Linked DNA regions of Triticum aestivum: region 1 is linked to region 2. Evidence: chromatin contacts called from public Hi-C data. All regions are on one chromosome and are shown on one strand. The core of a region is the stretch at or near the end of the contact, and the rest is flanking DNA. Distances in the headings are between cores, read along the strand shown. Region 1 holds the start of LOC123056689 (F-box protein SKP2A). Region 2 holds the start of LOC123056678 (protein ROLLING AND ERECT LEAF 2).

What was found. Hi-C and Micro-C count contacts between places; a contact is called where the count stands out from the background.
Region 1: a contact with region 2 is called in a Hi-C map of leaf, with 5 times the contacts expected there. The contact joins the promoter of LOC123056689 here to the promoter of LOC123056678 in region 2. A contact is called at or near these places in 2 of 5 Hi-C or Micro-C datasets (both in leaf) and 1 of 1 datasets of contacts at active chromatin or transcription factors (leaf).

The regions. Positions count from the first base shown.
Region 1 is chr1A:462,358,949-462,361,676 of IWGSC CS RefSeq v2.1, forward strand. It overlaps LOC123056689 (F-box protein SKP2A), which reads left to right and starts at 1,258. Exons shown (of 6, transcript XM_044479996.1): 1 at 1,258-1,648; 2 at 2,610-2,728. The coding sequence starts at 2,644.
Region 2 is chr1A:462,279,868-462,282,567 of IWGSC CS RefSeq v2.1, forward strand. LOC123056678 (protein ROLLING AND ERECT LEAF 2) reads right to left here and starts at 1,432. Exons shown (of 5, transcript XM_044479990.1): 1 at 1-1,432. The coding sequence starts at 941.

The DNA of each region.
Region 1 (2,728 bases), core at 8-2,507, 79 kb after region 2:
GTCATCACGGGCGTCCACATAAACATTTCCTCCCACTGAATAAACATCATCGAAGAGCCTGAAATAAATCTAAAAAATTACAAGCACCAACATCAATTCTAGGACTTGAACTCTAACAAATGATTCCATCACATGAAACCTAACCATCTGAATTACACCCGGTTCGCTCGCTGTATCCGAGCTAGCTTCCGAGGGAAGGTGCTCCATTTCTATAGACTTCTTCCGCACGTCCACGTACAAGAGCTTAGAAAACCGTAACAAAGGCGATGCGCGAAATGAATTCTGATGGATGCGTTCGGATCGAACAGCCACGCACGAGCTGACATGGTAGGACGGGGCAGTGTGTGATTGTTTTTGCATGCGGATGTGGAGTATTTCGGCCCACACGCCACAGCTAACAGATGCACACACAGAATTATCACTTGTCATCATCCGGATGACGGCAGACACCGGCAAGTGAAAAGCGACCAGCGGCTCATCGGCTCATCGCGATGGTGAAATAATGGAAGAAGGCGGTATATTTGCTCCACGTAGCGCCAAAACTAGACAACGAGTTCAGATAAAATTCCCAAGTTTCTTTTCTCGACGGAAAATTTTTGAAGTTTTTTTAACACAGTACAGACGCAAACGCTCATATATATACGTGCATATACTCATCTTTATGAACGCACACACGCACACTCTGGGTTGCCGCTATCGAGCTTAGCACCGGATTGTTTTACTACCTAAGTAGTAACATTAAGCAAGCACGGAGGTGGGCTCTAAGTAAAAGTCATGGAAGAGCACTGCAGGTCCTCGCGAAAATGTGTGTGTGCAAGCTGAGAGGCTGCTCATGGCCACCTGCAGTCCATTCAAACGTGATCGGATCGTTACGGCTGCATTGCACTTGCACGGAGATAAGCCAGTTGTGGGACTTGAAAGCTCGGTGCAGCGCCGTGCCTTGTAGGCATGTACACGTCAAATTATATAGGATGGGCACGCCGCTGGCCACGGAGCCATGCGATGCGATCCGACGACAAAGACACGATGCAGCCTACTGGACTCGCGGACGCATACATATCTCCTCGGCCGGAGACACCGGAACCGATGATCAAGGTCGTGACGCACGCACGCACACGCGGAAGGGAGGAACGGAGGAGTACTCCGCCGGAACACGGAAGCGAAAACGACGGCGACGAAACTCGTGGCCTATTCCGTTGCGAACGATTCCTTCCGCGCCCCTCGGGCCGAGGAAGGAAGAAAGGAACCTCTTTTTGTCGACGTTAAAAAAAGCGCCGGCCCCTCCGTGCCGCCCCAGGCGGCCCTTTCGTGTCCGTCCCTCCGGCCAACGCGCACCCCCGCCCGCGCCCCGAGCGCGAGGAGGGAAGAAAAATCTCCCGCATCCGCCGGGCACCTCGCGTGTCGGCAAGCCACAGCCATCGGCGCCGCCTACTAAAGTCGGCCGGCCGGATATAGCCACCCTTTCCCTGCACGCGCGCGCCACGCCAGCTTCCTCAGCGTCCGCCCCCCTCCCCTCCCCTGGCTTCTTCCTCCTCGCCACCTCAAGGCCTCCTCCGTCTCGGCCCTGTGCAAGGTCGCCACAGGCGTCCCTGTTCAACCGCCCTACCCGCGTCCCGTCTCCGGCTCCGGGCCGGTCGAGGTCCTCGAGGTGAGTCGCAATCTTTCCTTCATCTTTTCTTGCAGATTGTCGGATTATTTTTTCCTCGGGATTGAGTGGTCCGGAGGATCATTCGTCCCTTGCTAGCACCACCGGGTCTGTTTGCATTTCTCAGCAGACCTCTTTGCCCGATTTATTCCTCAAGTTTCGGGCTTCGTCTCGATTGTACCCCGATTAATCGGCTTTTCCGATGTACTGTAAGCCTAGATTAGCGAGCTCGGCGGCTTTATTGCTTTGCTGATCAAAAGTCAGAGGAAATCGAGACCTTGATCCCTAGAAGCCTCCGCAATGTTTCCCTCGCCTTATTTTAAGGATGTGACTTGCTGTCTGATTGTGACTGGCAAGTCCCTCGCCCAATCCAAGCCGGAAAGGTGCCATGTTGGTAGAGTTCTATAAGTACGCACTTCTCCATCTGTGGATTCTTGATACATTCTTTCCAGCTTCTCCATCTCGTAGATTTCCCTGCCATGCGACGAAAACAGCATTGATCCACAGTATCCGTGGTCGCGCTGTACCTTTGTTCTGGATCCCCATTCAGGTCCTCATCTGTTATTTCTTTTCCAATTATTCATAGGTACATAATTAGCCTCACATTCTCAAATTTATTCTTGCCCATCTGACTGTTCGTTACCCCTAATTGGCTATTTCAGTTCGACAAGTATAAAGAACTTGGTGTGCTTAAACAATTTTTGTATAAATTATTTCTGTTTAACCCAGCTTGGTGCCGTCCTGCCTACCTGTGTTTAATCTTATGCTGTTATATGCATTTTCAATAAATCTGTATTGTTAGCAGTGTCCTTGCACGTTTTTCTTGATTGCTATGCCGTCTCTGAATGCAGCTGTTATCACCTATCTTAGTTTTCAGGAAGCAGAGGTCGAATAGTTTGCTATATTATGCCATTTTATCTTGGATTGCTTTTATTGATTGGATTGCCTGTAATTGTAATTGCAGGGGTACATTGATACTTGAAGCAGTAATATTGAAAATGGTCAGTGCGAGGTCAGTAGACAGGCAGTTGGATGCGTGCTTCAGCAACCTCATGGTGTCTAGCGGTGGTGGAAGGGGGCAGG
Region 2 (2,700 bases), core at 182-2,681:
CCGTCCGGAGCAAACCCCTTTTGGTTGTAGTGTGGAAGGTCCTGGTTGTAGGAGTCGAACGGGTTGAAGAAGTCCCACGGCGACGCTTCCGGCATCGGCATCGGCGGCGGCGGCGCCGGAGCCGGAGCCGCCGCCTCCCGGCCACGATGCTCCACCGGCTGGCCCCCCTCCGGCACGCCGTACATTGGGTTGTTGTACCCGTACTCGTACCCCATGTAGGAAGGCACATTGGTGGCGAAGTTGCTGTAGCCGTATGGTTCTTGGTACACCGTGTTCGCCGCCGCCGAACTGGCCTTCATGTAGTAGGCATTGGGGATTGCGACATCTGGGATTGGGAACGAAGAAGGGTAGGCGTCGTAGGAGGCCTGCGCCCATGGCATCTCGGGCCTGCCGTCCCACGGCATTTGGGGCATGCCGCCCCACGGCATCTCGGGCCTGCCATCCCAGGGCATGGCGGGCCTGCCCTGCCATGGCATGGCCGGCCTGGCCGCTGCAGGCTCTGGGATGTGACGCTGCTGGGGCACTCCAGTCGGCGGCGGGATCTTGCCGCGGGCGCCGTGCCCGTGGCCGGGGTCATCGCAGGCGCAGTCGTCGGCGGAGTCGGGATCAGAGTCGGAGGCGTCGGAGTGGAAGTGGAGGTGGGAGTGGCCGGAGTCGGTGTGCGGGGTGGAGCTGGAGGCGCTGGGCTTCTTGGGCTCGTCGTGGTCGGAGGGGGGCAGCGTGAGCACGGGCGACCCGGGCGGCGAGGCGGCGTGGTGCTCGTGCGCGAACCGCGCGAGCGCGTCGGCCACCCGCGGGAGCGCGCGGAAGTAGGCGGCGTGCGCGGCCGCGAGCGCGGCCCGGCGGTCCCCCGCCGCGAGCATCAGGTCGCGGCGCTCCCGGCAGAGCGCGGCCACGGGGGACACGTCCGCCGCGTCCAGCCGCGAGCTCCGGCACCCCATCCTGCCCTACGCCCTCGCCCGCGACGGCATTGCCCGCCCCCGACGCCGCCAACTCCGTGCCCCGCCCGCCGGAAAGAAAGAGGAGCCACGAAACAAGCGCGGGGGAGGGAGCAAAGGTGGCGTGGGCGCGTGAGCTAGCTAGCTAGTGTACTGAACACCGAGCTGCGCGCGCGCGCGACGCGAGCGTGGCACGGCGGGCACGGGCACGTGGAGGAGCTGCGACGAGGAACGTTTATTATTGAGCATGAGCATGAGGATGAGCAGGCTACTGACACTGGCAGTGGCGACGGGTTAAAGCAGATGCAACGCACTGCTCATTCGGTACAGCAGGGTGAGCGAAAAGACGCTTGCTCTTCGCTCACATCACCGGAAAGATGTCTCGGGGCTGCCGGAGGCGAGGGCTCGGGGAGGGGCCATGGAATCGCGGAGGAGCAGTGCCGATCCGATCGCCCGTGTATGGGTCGCCGAGGGAGAGAGAGAGATGGAGACGGGCCGGCGATCTGTTACCGCTGCGGTAAGTAAATTGACAGAACGCGTTTCGTTTCACCGTGGAACGACAGAGAGGAGAGGGCACGGGGTGGGTAGTGGGTACGTAAGTTTCAGCGCAGCGGCAGTAACATCATTGCGTTGCGTCTCGCTCCCATTTCTGTGCGCGACGGTGACAGTAATATTTACTCGCTCTGCAGCCCCCGCAGTACACGCGTTAATTCTGTGCTCCGTGGCGAATCTGGCGTGATAATTACCCGATGCTCCTCCATCATGGCCATGTTTGCTCAAAAGATTTTACTAGCACGATTACATCCGGCGCCCGCTGCAGTACGGTGCGTTGGTCCTGTTTTAGATAAGAACCGCTTGCTCAATTAAGAGAAATAATACAGTAAGTTAAACCCTCGTCGTGCAGGGGCAAGGGCACGGCATTGATGGTCAAAGATTCCGCGCCACTGAACTGAACCCCTAAAAATTCTGAGCTCCCGCGCTTTGCCTCCCTCGCCCGCGCACGGCACGCGCGCACACATGACCACGCATCTCGATCCAACTACGAGAACTCCGACCCGCTAAATCGGATCACGTGGGTCGCTGGAGCGCATCGAGGACGCCACGGCCACACCCCTCCACCGGAGCCTATTCTCAGTAAATCCAACGGCTGGCACTGTTCTAGATTCTGCACCATTTACTGGAGACTAGAGCACGCACTCGTAACAACAAGTAGCCCGTAGACGGCCTCGTGGGAGGGCAGGCAGATGCTCTCCCTCTCTCTCGCCGTGCTTTCCCGTCTGGGCTAGTAGTAGCTTACCTAATCGATGGGGTGGCGATCTGAAAGGAGGCAGGGCAGAGGCAGGCACATGCATGGCACGCTAATCACTCATGGCGGAGAAGGAATCAACACATGGGGGACGGAGATAACGTTCAGTTTCCGGATCGTCGGTAGAGTCGGGATCGCCTGCGCAGTCGCATCTCATCATCACGCCGGGCCATTGCGGCTTCTGCAAGCTCCGTGCCTGTGCACAAGACTGGCTTAGCCGCTTGCATAATGCGATCCAGATCTGGGCCGGGCAGCAGGAACCGAACCACGGCGAGTTGGCGTCAGGCTGGTCGTGCTACTCCTACTGCTACAACAGTGCTAACCCGTAGAGTGATTTGGTTTGGTAGTAGCATAACGCTGCTGTTACGGCAGGGTCACGGGGTTTATGATAGATTAAGATTATTGAGGCCTACGAGAGGCATGCAGAACGGAGGTGGAGTGCGCTGCTAGTGCTAG